Regions from separate parts of the Mus musculus genome. Here all the other regions are linked to region 1. The links are chromatin contacts, called in public HiChIP or PLAC-seq maps. All regions are on one chromosome and are shown on one strand. The core of a region is the stretch at or near the end of the contact, and the rest is flanking DNA. Distances in the headings are between cores, read along the strand shown.

The links. HiChIP or PLAC-seq counts read pairs in DNA pulled down with a chosen protein or histone mark.
Region 2: a contact with region 1 is called in an H3K27ac HiChIP or PLAC-seq map of large pre-B cells, with 2.3 times the contacts expected there. The contact joins the promoter of Sv2b here to the promoter of AU020206 in region 1.
Region 3: a contact with region 1 is called in an H3K4me3 HiChIP or PLAC-seq map of the 230-238 cell line, with 7 times the contacts expected there. The contact joins the enhancer-like site here to the promoter of AU020206 in region 1. A contact is called at or near these places in 1 of 39 promoter capture datasets (the C10 cell line), 2 of 15 datasets of contacts at CTCF or cohesin (large pre-B cells and pro-B cells), 4 of 484 Hi-C or Micro-C datasets (CD8 T cells, natural killer cells and uterus) and 15 of 115 datasets of contacts at active chromatin or transcription factors (the 230-238 cell line, CD8 T cells, T-cell acute lymphoblastic leukemia and 11 more).

What each region holds. Positions count from the first base shown.
Region 1 is chr7:75,779,874-75,785,039 of GRCm38.p6, forward strand. AU020206 (expressed sequence AU020206) reads right to left here and starts at 2,247. Exons shown (of 3, transcript NR_165329.1): 1 at 2,179-2,247; 2 at 752-883. RefSeq lists a cis regulatory region at 1,868-2,610.
Region 2 is chr7:75,307,278-75,312,443 of GRCm38.p6, forward strand. Sv2b (synaptic vesicle glycoprotein 2 b) reads right to left here and starts at 1,985. Exons shown (of 13, transcript NM_153579.4): 1 at 1,597-1,985. It overlaps 1500012K07Rik (RIKEN cDNA 1500012K07 gene), which reads left to right and starts at 1,425. Exons shown (of 3, transcript NR_045814.1): 1 at 1,425-1,639; 2 at 4,791-4,901.
Region 3 is chr7:75,368,664-75,373,829 of GRCm38.p6, forward strand. No RefSeq gene overlaps it. Among named protein-coding and RNA genes, the nearest start is that of Sv2b, 62 kb to the left of the region's middle. Within about 2 kb of position 2,443, at least 148 of the 459 cell types and tissues checked have an H3K27ac peak or open chromatin away from gene starts, as enhancers often do. A contact at or near this core is called in the 230-238 cell line, CD8 T cells, T-cell acute lymphoblastic leukemia and 6 more, where this site is marked.

The DNA.
Region 1 (5,166 bases), core at 997-3,496:
TAAAGGTACATAGGCTATACAGCTCCCGCTGGTGCTCAAAGGAGGGCTCTGGGTGTTCCGGTTAGAAAGATCAGCAGCAGGAGACCTGGTGAGGGAGGAGGACCCAGTCTGACGACAGTTAGAAGCATAAGGAAGTAAATCCCAATCGGATGTGGGGAGGGGGAAGGGCGGGGAGTGGTCCGGCTGGTGGGGTGGGGGTGGAGGTGAGGATTTGGGGGGTCTGGATTTAGATGAGGGCTGAGATCGGGGTTTGGATTTAGATGAGGGCTGAGGTGAGGGCTGAGGTGAGGGCTGAGATCGGGGTTTGGATTTAGATGAGGGCTGAGATCGGGGTCTGGATTTAGATGAGGGCTGAGATCGGAGTTTGGATTTAGATGAGGGCTGAGGTGAGGACTGAGGTGAGGGCTGAGGTGAGGGCTGAGATCGGGGTTTGGATTGAGATGGGCACTGACAGGAGTGAAGCAGTGGGGAGTTCTGTATGTAGGGTTTACTAGTCTTGTTACCCATTTTGTCTTCCAGTCACCCCAAACCCAAACCTCAGAAGACTCAGGACAAAAACAAAAAACAAAACAAAACAAAACAAAAAACAGAAAAGGCAAACAAAACAGAACAGGACACACAGGACCAAGAAGGCAGTGTGACCTCTCCCTAGTGCCCTGGACAGGAGTTCATCTATCTCCTAAGACACTGTATCCAGATGGGATCCTAGTAGAAGAGGACCAGATGTTACGTAAGGAAAGCAATGACTTACCAATGAAGGCTCCTCATCCAGGTGCTTGCTGGGTTTCTTTTCCTGCAGCTGTGGACCTCCGAACTGAAATCAAGCCTGCAGGGGCCTTGGAACGTCTCAAGGTGCACACCCTGGGCAGTGGTGCTCTGGTACCTGAGGTTTGAAGGGAAGGGTCCAGGTTCTGAATTTGGGTAGGGATTTGTTAAAGCTACCCTCCGCCCTAGCTTAGCCCCTCCCCCCCCGCCCCCCCACCCCCCCCTCCGTCCCCCGCCCCCCCCCCCCAATTTAGCTGTAACCCTCCTGCCTCATGCTTGTCAGCCACCTCATACTGCTGACAACAGTTTGGCTCAGAGAGAGATCAAGTTGGCCATATATCCTGTTCTGTTCTGAGGTTCTTAGAAATTCCCCAACCACAGCCTTCACTTGGGACCAACCAAAATAGAAACCAGCTTCAACTGTTATGCCTAAACTAGTAACAACTTGGGAAAGGCAGACCACCTGCAGCCCGCCCAGTACCTGCTTATAAAAGCTCCCTGTGGGGTTTTAACCTCTATAAACTGACCCTAGAAAACATTCAGGGTTGTAGCTTCCAGCTGTAGAGTCTGAGCTACATCTCTGATTGATCAATCTTAGGATGTGCGTTCGATAAACTATCCCTGACTGAAATCTATGTTTATACAGTTTATGGACCCTAACAGCTTCTTATATCACTGGAGCCTCCAAAATTAATTAATTTATTAATCCCACCGAATGAGGATAAAGAACACCTTATTCCGTGCACAGCCAAGTCTGTGCACAGCTGTCTCCCCCTAAATTTCCCATACTTCTCTTATAGGACAAAACCAATGGGAGAGAGAGGTATTTTGCAAGCAGGCGGGTTTACAGAGAGCACAAGGCAGTTATAGAACTCTTCCTGGAGCACAAGGTACAAAACATCTGTCGGGCACAGCCTAACTCCAAGAAACAGAATATTAAAACTTTTACCCCAGTCGGGTCTACAAAGTGAGTTCCAGGACAGCCAGGGCTACACAGAGAAACCCTGTCTCAAAAAACAAACAAAACAAAACAAAAAACTTTTACCTAGCCGGGCAGTGGTGGTGCACGCCTTTAATCCCAGCACGTGGGAGGCAGTGGCAGGTGGATTTCTGAGTTCGAGTCCTGCCTGGTCTACAAAGTAAGTTCCAGGACAGCCAGGGCTACACAGAGAAACCCTGTCTCGAAACCCTCTAGCCCCCACCCCACCCCAAAAAACTTTAACCTAACTGAGGCAGAATCTCAAAATGACTCCTGGTCTTAAATGGAGTCCGGCTGCTATCTCGACCCAAACTCCCCGACCCAGTAAACCGGACCCACGGTTCCACACGCTTCCGGGCGCTCCTGCCGCAAGGAGGCCGTCCGGATAACGGGCACTGCGAACACGGTCGGCCAGGACTCAACCCGGTACTCACCATGCAGCTCACGCACTGCAAGTCCCTGCCGCCGCCGCCGCCGCTGACGCAGTGCTGCCGCCAAAAAGCCAATTTCTCCCCAATTCCCGCCCCATTTTATGGTTCCTAAGCACAAAAGCCAATCAGAGGCCGTAGATTTGTGACGGATGGCCCGACGAACCCATACTACAGCTGCATTTGGAGGAAGGGGTGGGCTGCCCCAGCCTCTGGTCCAGCGAGGGGCCGGGAGGGGAAAGAAAAGTTAGTGCCACCTGATTCTTTTTTTGTTTGTTTGTTTTCGAGACAGGGTTTCTCTGTATAGCCCTGGCTGTCCTGGAACTCACTTTATAGACCAGGCTGGCCTCGAACTCAGAAAAAAGAACAAAGGATTCATATATTTTTGCCTCCCACACCTAGTTAGATTGCAACGCAAATGTTTTAATCCGCCCCCACCCCCACCCAGTAAAACCCTGGTTTAGTAGTGGCGCACACCTTTAATCCCAGCACTCGGGAGGCAGAGGCAGGCAGATTTCTGAGTTCGAGGCCAGCCTGGTCTACAAAGTGAGTTCCAGGACAGCCAGGGCTACACAGAGAAACCCTGTCTCGGAAAAAAAACAAAAGCCAAAACCAAAACCAAAACCAAAACCAAATCTTGGTTTACTCAAGGCAACAAACTGCATTCCAGGAGTCCCATGGCCTGCAGCAGTGACCTTGTAAAGATGAAGCATGGTGTGAGTATCTACATCTTAAGTCAGCCACACATTCACATTTGCTGGGGCTTGATCATTATTGAAAATAAGCCAAGGGTAGATGTGTTCTGCTTCTCCCCACGCCCCTTTCCTTCTGCATGAAGCCAGCTCAGTCATCGGGGTCTCAAAGGAGGGAGGGAGGTTAAAGAAAGAAAAGACAATTAAACAACATTATAACACGACCCCAACCAGGGCTGATGTGGGTTTATTTTTCTCCAGCTTGCTTTTATGTCATCTAAGGTCAGTTCTTAGATTAAAGACAATGTAGTCAAACAAGGCAATAAACAGGATGACCAAGACACAAGGAACACAGTACATTATTCTTATCTGAGCCTCCTCCCTTGTCCTCCAAGCCAAAAGTAAATATTCTTGCCAATATCCTTGAAGCTGCATCAAGGACTCTCCACACTGTGAGTATCCACATCTTAAGTCAGCCACCTATCCACTGAGGTTTGACCATCACTGAAGATAAGCCAAGGGTCAGATGTGTTCTGTTTCTCCTCATGCCCCTTTCCTTCTGTGTGACTCAGAAATGTATTCATGCCCCTTTCCTTCTGTGTGACTCAGAAATGTATTATTAAGAGAGACCAGAAACAAAAAAAAAAGAGACCAGATACTGCCGGGCAGTGGTGGCACACACCTTTAATCCCAGCACTTGGGAGGCAGAGGGAGGCAGATTTGAGTTCAGGGCCAGCCTGGTATACAGAGTGAGTTCCAGGACAGCCAGGGCTACACAGAGAAACCCTGTCTCGAAAAACCAAAAAGAAGGAGGAGGAGGAGATGAAGTGGGGGGGAGGAGGAGGAGGAGGAGGAGGAGGAGGAGGAGGAAGAGGAGGAAGGAGGAGGAGGAGGGGGAGGAGGAGGATGAAGGAGGAGGAGGAGGAAGAAGAAGGAGAAGGAGAAGGAGAAGAAGAAGAAGAAGAAGAAGAAGAAGAAGAAGAAGAAGAAGAAGAAGAAGAAGAAGAAGCAGCTGCTGCCTCTGCTCTTTCCGAGGTCCTGAGTTCATTCAAATTTCAGCAACCACATGGCGGCTTACAACCATCTGTAATGGGATCCGATGCCCTCTTCTTGTGTGTCTGAAGACAGTGACAGCATATGGACATACATAAAATAGACAATCTTTTAAAAGGGGAAGGAGGAGGAGGAGGAAACAGAGGAGAAGGGTTTTCACCTGAAGAGTCTCTGTCACAATATCAGTTCCCAAGGCTGTGCTATATCTGTGACCTGTCAGTTTGCTGGTGAAATTATAAGTAGCAAAGAAGGGTGGCAAGATGAAGGGCAGTTCTGCCATCAACGAGATGGTGACCCAAGAATACACCATCAATGTTCACATGCACATCCATGGAGTAGGCTTCAAGTAGTGTGCTCTTAGGGCACTCAAAGACCATGAAGGAATGGGGAACTCCAGATGTGCCCATTGACACCAGGCTCAATAAAGCCTTCTGGGCTGAGGGAATAAGGAATGTTCCTTATTGCATCCGAGTACATTTGTCCAGAAAACATAATGGGGATGAGGAGTCACCAAACAAGCTCTACACATTGGTAACTTACTCTTACGTGCCTGTTCCACATTCAAAGATCTACAGTCAATGTGGGTGAGAACTAACCTGCTGAATGCCAAATAAAGCTGCAGAACCACCGAAGAAGGAGGAGGAGGAGGAGGAAAGGAGGAAGAGGAGGAAGAAAGAAAGAAAAGGAAAAAAGAAAACCTGGGTGTTGAATTTTCACCAGACCTGACAATAACTCTTTCCTTTCCTTCATTTCCCATTCACCAAATCTTTTCAGACTAGCCAATTAAATAATACAGTGAGGTCTGACTCCAGCCAATTGGGAAAAGATCCAGTCACCACCTGAGTTAGACAAACCGAATGCACACACTGCCTCTGTGTCTCTTCTGAGTGCATCCTCTGGATCAAAAGACATGCTTGTCTTGTTCAGACATTCAGTTGGAATCGGGGTCTCTTACTTTGCAACCCTGAAATTATTTCTCACAGAAGGAGTATTATTTAAAAACAACACAAAAACATTCCTGAAGCAACTAAACAGCCACACACAAAACAGTAAACTTTTTGTTTTGTTTTGTTTTGTTTTGTTTTGTTTTCGAGACAGGGTTTCTCTGTATGGTCCTGGCTGTCCTGGAACTCACTTTGTAGACCAGGCTGGCCTTGAACTCTGAAATCTGCCTGCCTCTGTCTCCCAAGTGCTGGGATTAAAGGTGTGTACCACCATGCCCGGCAAAACAGTAAACTTTAACCCAAGT
Region 2 (5,166 bases), core at 735-3,234, 470 kb before region 1:
GTTGCTTCCATTTTACAGATGATGAAATCAAGGCTCGAAGAAAGGCTAAGATACTTGCCAAAGACCAGCTCTCTTAGAGCAGTCAAGGCCACACTACCCACAGTGTGCCAGGTTATTATTCAAACACCTGGTGCTTTCAGTTACAAAATGCATGTAAGGCACACCTCTGGCAAAAGAAATAACCCACCAACAATGTTGGCTTTTTGTCCCACAAGTTGATCTGCTCTGAAACTCCCTTAGAAATTGCAAGAGTCCCTGCCTTTGTGAAAAGCTATTTCAATACTCCATTGTCCTGAAACTTAGAGAAAATACTTATCAAGAGAACAAAAGTAAAAAGCCGGACCTGCATTGGTGTGCTTTGCCCTCAGTGCAGCCTTCAGAGTGCCTCCTTGACACTAGTCTTGTTCTGCTAACATCAGCTCTGCCTTCCCATCAGCCGTGATGGTGATGGAATGGGAGAGGGTTGCAGGATATTCAAGAGCAATGGCTCAAGAAACAAAACCAATCCCGAACTGGTCACACCTCCTTACTACAGGTGTTTGTCCCCCACCGGGTGTGAGCCTGTGCCACATTAGGATTTTGTTTCCATCACCTCTTCATCCCTAAGGATCAATGCCACCTCTGACACATAAAACCGTTGGGCAAGTATTTGCTGACTCAGGGAAGACGCAGATTGTGCCTCACTCACCATATCAACTGCATCTTCTAGCAAGCCGCCTCTTCTGCAAAGGGCAAGGGAAAGCATAGAAGAGACCGCCAAGCTGGTTGCAATGTCTAGTTCCCCACCATCCACACACCTCTCACCCCTCACCTGCCCCTCCTTGAGACCCAGAGCCACCCACATTCACCTTCCAAACAGGCTTAGAAACCAGCAAGCATCCCACAGCGTCCCACCCTACCTTACCCAACACATCTGCATCAAGTTACCTTTAAACGGAGCCTGTTTGCATCTGCAATTTCTGGATAAAAGATAAAAGCATTTGGGCAGCTGGATCTGCTGTACCCGACAGATGAGAAATCTACCACTGGTCTGCTGCGGAGGGAACAGCAGCGCCTTGCTCCTCCCTAGCTAACGGCATTTGCTCACCCATCCCTGCAAAACAAATCATGTTCTTTTCCTTGCGCTAAAAATCCATCCAGAAAAAAAAAAAAAAAGAAAGTCCCTAAGAAACGGCTCCCACGCCCGCGGAGGGCGCCCTCAACACAGAGAAACACACACAAACCCCAGTCCAGAGCCAGCAGGTGTGGGCACGTATTTAATCTGTTCTCTGAGAAAAAGCCAACGAGGAGTAAGGTTGAACTAAAGGGATGTCCAGGAAGCATGTGGAAAGCAGCTATAAATGTCAGTAGCCCAAGTTGGGAAACTATTTACCGCGCCAATAGTTCATGTGCTTTCACTCCAAGTCCTGGGGAAGGCCACGTTCAAAGAAGCGCGCAGCCCGGGGCAGCAGCAAGTGCTCCTTTTTCGGTGCGCTGCTTTCCAACTCTGCTGCCCTTTGAGGCTTTTCCTAACAACCGCACCCAGAGGTCCCAGCACGGGTCTCAGCATGCCAGGCCTGGGAGCCCCGCACCACCGCGAGAATCGCCGTCCCCTACCTGGGTGGAAAATCCGCAGCGAGCCGGTCAGCAGCCGAACACCGTAAGTCTGGGCGGCAGCTCAGGCTAACGCGGTTGGTAATCCCAACCGAGGCAGGCTCTCCCTAGGGCACACCTGCATCGCCGCGCCCTCGTCGCCTTCGCTGCTGCCTCCGCTGTGCAGAGCCTCTGTGCAGCGCGCTCCCAGCACCCTGCAGCACCCCAGCCCTCCCGGGGCTCCTGAGTCTATTTAGAAGGATCAGCCAGAGCCTAGTCCAGGCACTGTGTTCACTGCGGAAAGCTCTTTGCTTCTAACTCCCTTTCAGATCCAAGGAGAGGAGTTCCGGATAGGTTGGAGGGGAGCCAGAGCCCACTCCCCGGACCCGCCCTTTCTGGATTTGCGGATGAACAGACCTGCAAACGTCTTATTCTATTAGGTTTGTTCCCAACTGACTATAAATATCTTGGTCTCTCCACCCTCCCACCTAAGGCGCCAAGGCGCATAAGACTCCAAGCTCTGTCCCCAAGCTCGGTCTTGGACTGGGGGTGTCCTCGGATTATGCCATCCCCAAACTACCCAAGATAATAGATGTTGACAAATCGTTCTGGTCTTCTTAACTCCTTTGGAACTGAAAAAGAGCTTGCTTGGCCAGCGGAGGGTCCGGGGGGTGGGGAGGGGATGAGGAAAATTTGGAGGGTTTAATATATTGGAGAAAGGCTCTAGCTGTTTCCTTCTTACCAATGCCACACGCGCGCGCACACACACACACACACACACACACACACACACACACCCGGCTCACAAACACAATGCAGCCAGCCTGGGAAGATTTTCCCAAAGCATAGGGTTCCTTCTAGAAGGAAATAAAGTCATGAACGAAGTCACCCTGGAAGTTCAAAGTCCAAATTAAACAACAGTACAGGGGCCTAGTCTTCTGTAGTGTCTGCTAAGTACCTTCCCTAATTGCTTTTCTAACTGTGAGAAGGACAACTATGAGAACGATACCATGACCAAAGGCAGTTTGGTGGGGAAAGAGTCTACTGAACTTACGTATCACCAGCACAATCCATTGAGGGAAGTCAGGGCAGAAAATGAGGGAGAGGCAACTGGGGAACACTGCTTACTGGCATGTTAGGTCTCCTTTCTTATTAAACTCAGGACTACCTGGTCAGGACTGGCACCATTCCCAGTAAGCTGGACTTCCCGTATCAGTCTCTAATTTAAAAACAAAAAAAAAAAAAAAAAAATGCCCTCACAAAACTTACCTACAGGCAATCTGATGAAGGTATTTTCCCAACTGAAGTTGCTCTTCACATATGTGTGTAGGTGTGTGTTGTTAACAAAACCAACCATTGTACCTAATTATGTCAAAGTGGAGGCAAAAGAGAAGAATCTTGCCTTTTCTCCACTCAATACTTCTGCCTCCCCAAGCTCTTCACTTCTATCACCCCCTCCAGCTACAGAAGGCTTCTCTCAGCTCCCCACCTCTTTCTTAGCCTGGGCTTGACCCTGAACCACCTTGCAAGGGCTTCCCTAGTTCCCCTCCCATAGTTGTTCCCTAAGGTGTAAGTCTAATCTTGGTTCCTTCCTGACTAAAACCAGGCCATTGGCTTCCCTTTGTCCTTAGAAACACTTCTTCCTCGTCGAGTGAACAAAAGTGTCTCCCCACTGACATCAACAGCTTCCATGCTTCACCTGATCCATTCCCCTCTACCCATTCCATTGAGTGAGAACTTGAAAGGACAATCCAGATAATTTCCTTAGTAATTCAAGGAATTTATGAACACCTACACATACCAGAGAATTAGGAAGTTATGCAGATGCCCTGTATGGTGTGTTCGAATGCCGAACCATAGGAAGTGGTACTATTAGGAAGTGAGGCTTGGTTGGAAGAAGTGTGTTGCTGTGGAAATGGGCTTTGAGGTCTCTTCTGCACAAGCTATGCCCAGTGTGGCACCCAGTCTCCTTCTGCTTGCTGCCTGTGGACCAAGATGTAGAATTCTCAGCTCCTTCTTCAGCACCCTGTCTGCCTGTACGTTGCCATACTTCCCTACCATGAGGATAACGAACTAAACCTCTAAAACTGTAAGCTGGCCCCAAGTAAACATTTCCTTTATTAGCACTGCCTTGGTCACGGTGTCTCTTTACAGCAATAAAACCTTCAATAAGACAAAGGCTAAAGTAGATTCAGAAGTCTATGTGCTGATGGATACAACTAGAGATAATCAGATTAAACTAAGTCAACCTCAGAAAGACTAATGTCATGCTTTCTCTCATTTATGGTGTCTGGTTTTATATAGACACATCAAATACCATGTGAATGTGGATGTAAATCCTACTTCAAAGTTTTAGATGTGTATATTTAGATTGACATTTATTTCAGTGATGAAGACGAAGGGAAATACTGACTTTGTGAGCTACAAAAGAAAAAATAGTTTGAATGGAAATACTCTTCCTAGATAATAGCTCCCCGGGGAGCTATCAGCAGATAATTGCTGCTAGAGTCCTATTCCTCGGAGGTGTCACTGATGCAAAGTTGCTCTTGATCTGGTAAATAAAGCTCCCACCCTAGCTCATACAAATGACCCTAAGCACATGTGGTGGATTCCACATTCATAAACGTGTGAAAGACAGCGGACAACCTCAAAGAAATAAGCATTAAAACCTATTTGGGAGAATAGGGCACTACTGGGGGAAGGAAGGGTGAGAAGAGAAGGGGTAGAGGGCAATATGCCTAAAGTCCATTACACACTTAAGCCAATACCATGTGCCTAAATAGTGGTTCTTTTTTTTTTCAATTTTTGAATTTATTTATTTAAAGGGATTCTTAATATTCTCTTTTCCCCACATTTTATTAGATATTTTCTTCATTTACATTTCAAATGCTATCCCAAAAGTCCCCTATACCCTCCCCCCACCCTGATCCCTTACCCACTCAATCCCACTTCTTGGCCCTGGCGTTCCCCTGTACTGGGGCATATAAAGTTTACAAGACCTAGGGGCCTCTCTTTCCAATGATGGCAGACTAGGCCATCTTCTGCTACATATGCAGCTAGAGACACAAGCTCTGGGAGTACTGCTTAGTTCATATTGTTGTTCCACCTATAGGGTTGCAGACCCCTTCGGCTCTTGGGTACTTTCTCTAGCTCGTATATTGGGCGCCCTGTATTCCATCCTATAGATGACTGTGAGCATCCACTTCTGTATTTTCCAGGCACTGGCAAAGCCTCACAGGAGACAGCTATATCAGGATCCCTTCGCAAAATCTTGCTGGCGTATGCAATAGTGTCTGCATTTGGTGGCTGATTATGGGATGGACCCCCAGGTGAGACAGTCTCTAAATGGCCCATTCTTTCATCTTAGCTCCAAACTTTGTCTCTGCAACTCCTTCCATGGATATTTTATTCCATCTGAATAATGATTCTTATTGTCATTTTATTTTATGTATATGGGTGTGTTATATACCACATGAGTAGAGAGTGCCCTCAGAGGTTAGGTTTCAGATCCTCTGAAACTGTAGCTACAGACCATTGTTAGCTGCCATAGGGGTACAAAGAATTGAACCCTGGTCCTTGGAAAATCAGCAAGTG
Region 3 (5,166 bases), core at 1,193-3,692, 410 kb before region 1:
TGGTTCTTCCTACATGAGGTTCCTAGAAGGACGGATTCATTGAGACAGAGGAAAAAGAATGGCTTCCGAGGGCAACGGGAAGGTATGGATAATTAATGGTTAATTTTAAGTGAGATTACAGTTGATGAAAATAAAGGCATTCTGAGAATCGTGAGCGTTGTGGTCATGAGTGTATATAATACCCCTGAACCACACTCAGTGGGGAATGGTGCTTGCTGTCAAATCTGACCACCTGACTTTAAACCCCAGAATCAATTTGGTAGAAGGAGAGAAATGACTCTTGGAAAGTGTCTTCTGACCTCCCCATGTGTCAGGCTTGCTTGTGCACACACAGAATGAATGAATGAGTGAGTGAATGAATGAATTAATGAATGAGCAAACAAACAAATAGATAAACAAATAAAGCAAAAAGTTTTAATGAGCTGAAGAGATGGCTCAGTGGGTATAAGCTCTTGCCTCCCATCCTGAAATCTGAGTTCCTGGCCTGAACTCACATGGGAGGAGAGAACTGACTGCTGCAAGCTGCCCTCTGACCTCCGTAATCAAGGCTGTCTCACATGCATACACACACACACACACACACACACACACACACACACACATGTATACGCACACGTACGCATGCATATACACACGCACAACCACCCCCCAAATACATAAATGTAATTTTAATTATTAAAATGTTGAAGCTTGTGTTGAATCCTATAATAATGGGAATTTTAAAAAGACAAGACAGAAGGCTATATTGAACCTGACAAGAGCTGCCTGAGGAGTTGGGGCTCAGGACATGTGGGCGTTTGCTTATAAAGGGAGTTTCCAATGAGGCCCCATCGCTAATCAACTGCCCCTCCCAGTGTGGGGGCAGTGCGATTGGCTCGGCTGAAGATGCAAGGTATCCTTCATGTAAGTGGGTGTAACACTAAACAATGCTCTGTGTTGCTATGGGAACACACATATTTATGTAAACACACAGGAGTCTGGAAGCAACACTCCTCACTACAGCTGTCTTTTTGGAAAGACATTAAACTAATAAGGGAGATTTGTGGCTTGATCAGAATGTTTTTCTTAACAGTACCAAGTGTGAGTATTTGCATGACTTGAAGTTAAGTGAGAAAAGGTTAGTGTGCTGGCTTCCTTGCCTTTACTAAGTATGTTAACAAAAATGGCAGTGGCTGCAGATGAGCACCATTCTGTTTGCAACGGGCAGTAGTTAATGCTGAGACTCCTAACCAATCAAGTGACTTTTGAGCACTCACCCCTAAATGGAACATCTATATCACCCTTCCAAAGCTCATGAAACATTAAGGAAGACGGAGCAGAGATAATGTAAGAGCTACAGCCTGAAGGTGGGAGCGGGGTGCTATGAAATCCATGCTGTCTTCTGCACATAATTGCGGTACCTATGAAGTCCTGGCAACTGTGGCTATCTGCACAAGACAGGGCCCACTAACATTCCCTGTGGGTGGTGGGCGAGCTCATGAGGCCCCACCTCTCCCTGAGGAGCGATGGGCAGTAATGATTGCAGGGGTAGAAGTCACATTCCTCAGTGGTGTGGACAGTGGCAAGTTGTCCTTGCTCAAGCTAATAACTCCCCCAACCTTTCTCATTAAAGCAACCAAACTTAAACGCAGTAAGGAACAACCATGTTAAAACTTAAAAAGACATGGAAGTAGGAAGGGCACTTGCTGGGAAGAAGGGTGTTAACAAGAGGGTCAGGGAGAGAAGATAGGAAAACTGGGGAGGAGTTGGGAACATGGCTCGGGGAACACTGGCCTCAGAGACAGTGCTGGTGGTGCACACCCATGCAGGCAAAACACTCATACGTATGAAATAAAAATAGTAAGTGACTTTTTAAATGTCTCTCATTGTCCTGGCATTGACCTTGAAAGGCGTGTGGGAAATTGTGCTGCTAGGTCCACCCTACGCACCCCTACTCCCTGCCATCTGAGGGCTGAGGATCTTGGACCACAGCCTTCCTTCGTGCACTGAACAGCAGCTTGACTCACCTCTCTGGGACTCTTCCTTGCTTTTATTTTCTGCAATGCTTTGTGAGAAAAGTGTGTACCCCAGTGTCAAGGAAGCTTCTGGTGGGGCTCCGCTGCCAGCTCGTGGCTCCACTTCCTCAATCTCTGCGCTTCTGTTTCTCTTTTTTTTTTTTTAAACTCAAACCTGTGTGCTTCTGTGTCATTTATAAAATACTGTTTAAAATGTTTCAAGTGTAGCAACAGCTGCTACTATAAGGCTGTTACATTTAAAAAATACTAGGAACTATGTTAATCTTTGAAAACCCCAGAAGATCTGCTGGGAAAGGAAGGCAGGATGGTGTAAAGCCTGCCTCTCCAGCCTTTTCAGCGTATTGCTGTTGGATATATCACTGTCAGGGGCTTGCGACAAGCTCTTCCCTGGTTCTCCATGCTGTAGAGTGCCTGCCCCAGCAGATGGCAGAAGAGAACTGAGATGATGGAGAAGAAACCTGCCCAGGCGATTCACTCAGTCTGTGCTCTGAACACAGAACATCCTCATTCTAGTATATAATCTGAAACAGCCCTGCATAGTGATGTCATAGATTTACTAAATCGTATAAACACAGATGGGTCTGGAAGGTCTGTCAGTGACCGCTACAGTGAAATCAGTCTCTCCAGGGTTCCGGACACAGAAATGCCTACCCCAGTGTCCTCTGCCCGTAACCCCAGCTACTGTTCCCTCCTACCCTACCCTCCTTGTTAGGGTGACTAACTCGGTTTAATTTTCATGTCTCAAAGTAGATACCCAAAGGAAAACTACCTCTGATGGGACATGAAAGATTGAATTGGTATTTGCTTTCTTTTTTATTATATTTACCTCTCTCTCTCTTTCTCTCTCTCTCTCTCTCTCTCTCTCTCTCTCTGTGTGTGTGTGTGTGTGTGTGTGTGTGTGTGTGTGTGTGTTTCAAAGAAGCTAGAGTTACCTGCACAAAACCAAGCCAGTCACTAAGTACATGAATCCAAGAATGGGGTGGGCTCAGGCCCAGCACTAGCTGAGGAGATTTTGACAACTAAGGTAAGGGTTGTTACAGAAAGAGAAGTCATTTTTCCTCTGGCCCTTGCTGGGTTGCCCATATGCATACTGGTAAGACTAACTGGACTCAGTAGATTATTTAAAAGAAGGAGGAGGGGGAGGAGGAGGAGGAAGGGAAGGAGGAAGAAGAGTAGAGGGACATAAAGGGGAAGGACACGTGTGGGGGACTCTGGAGAAAGGAGTGGGGAGCAGGGCTATTATCAGACACATTGTCTAAATTATGAAATTGTCAAAGAACAAATAAAAATATATTTTTAATGAAACCACAGTCCCCGGATCTTGGCCCCTTGCTATCTATATCTGTGTGGAAGACATTTGGTCGGTTAAATCACCATCCGACTTGAAGGACTGGGCCAGGACGGGGGCACAGTTAGGAAGGAAGAGGAGGAGATGCAGCTGCTGTGAGAGTCACAGCCCTGTCTGCTGATTAGAGGATGTGGCTTTCTCACATGGACTCGCACAGCAGACAGGCTGCATGTGGTTTCCCAGGCCCACATGCTCTCTCTGCCCTTAAACAGGCTACCTCCTGGGGGCCCTCAGAGTCATCTACACCACGAACTGACAACATATGGGGCTTCTGTGAGGATTCCATGAGATCACAGATGGAAAGGGACCAGGCATGCAGTGACTCTGACTCCCATGCAACTGGGTGACAGGTGCAGGAAGATGTCATCGTTTTAGAATAACCATTAATCCAATTATTTTCTTTCCAATAATATGTAAAATATATAGTCATTGAGAAAATATATAGTCTGGAGAAACAGAGAAAATAAATGAAACTAAGATCATGTCATTCTGCTACCAGAAAGTAATAAACAGACTTGAAAAGACTTGAAGTCTGGCCATGTGATGCACTTAGGAAATTTGCATGAGTTTTCAAAAATTACTTCATCCCCAGTGTTTACTTTAGCTCTGTCATCAATAATTTGATCACCGAGCTTTGTGTCTAAAATCCAATTAAGTCTTCATTTCAGTTCCCCAGGTGTTTAGTTAGTAATAAATTCACATCATACTTAATAAGAAAAATATTTCAAATAGTTTCACACTTGGATGGATTTCCTAGGATCAGGATTGGGGAGCGCTGCCGTCAACATTAACTAGTCTTAATTAGTGGGAAACCTCACTTAGCCCCTGGAAATGTCATTTCCTCATCAATAAAGTGATGATGCTTATCTCCAATGAGACGTTGAGATTCTGAAAGGCAGTTCTCGCCATTATTACTCTGGCACAACTGGCATAAACTGAGGCTGTTCCAGGAACTTCTGGATATGGCCACCCCACCCATCTGAAAATGATCTGAACCAGATGATCTCAGAGGTTTCTTCCGGCCTCGTGTTGTCTCGCCCTGTAACAGGAATTGGGGCAGAGAACAGTTGTATCTGTTTAAACGCACTCTCTGTTCAGACACACAAAAATGTTGTCTCACCTCTGACACAGTTTCATTTATCACAGTCTATGCCATGGTAACGTCACTGATAACGCAGAACTTCCATGTGGGAGAAGAGGGAACAGATGGACTCATGCTCTCTTCTCTTCATCCCAGCAGATGATCACAGACTGTGTAATCTGCTCGTCATACTTGTTGGAAGGAGGACCCTGAGTTGTTAGAGCTTCTGGTATTGAAATCTGTGTCCAATAAACTCACTGAGATGCAGCTCTCCAGCCTCACACTCAACCTTGCTTTCTGTGGTTCGAACACTGTTGGAAACCACTGAATTCCCTCACTCATTGCTATGAGTTAATATGATGTGGGTGGGGGGAATAAAAGAAACACTAGAAGAAAAAAAAAAACGAAAGAAAAAAAGACTTGAACACAGTAAGAAGCCTGGAAACAGACTTCCATGCATGAGGGACAAGGTGGAAACCTGTGAAAGTGCCTTGGGAAAGAGCAAAATTTAAAATAGAGTGTCAAATCAGTGGCTAAACACTTGCCTGACACCCAAACGTGACCCTGGGTCCAATTCCCAGAACCACTAGGGGAAAAGTACATTTTAGCTTGGGAGTGGTGGCTCCCATCTGTAATCACAGCACTTGGAAGTAGATGCAGGAGAATCAGAATTTCGCCGGGCAGTGGTGGCACACGCCTTTAATCCCAACACTTGGGAGGCA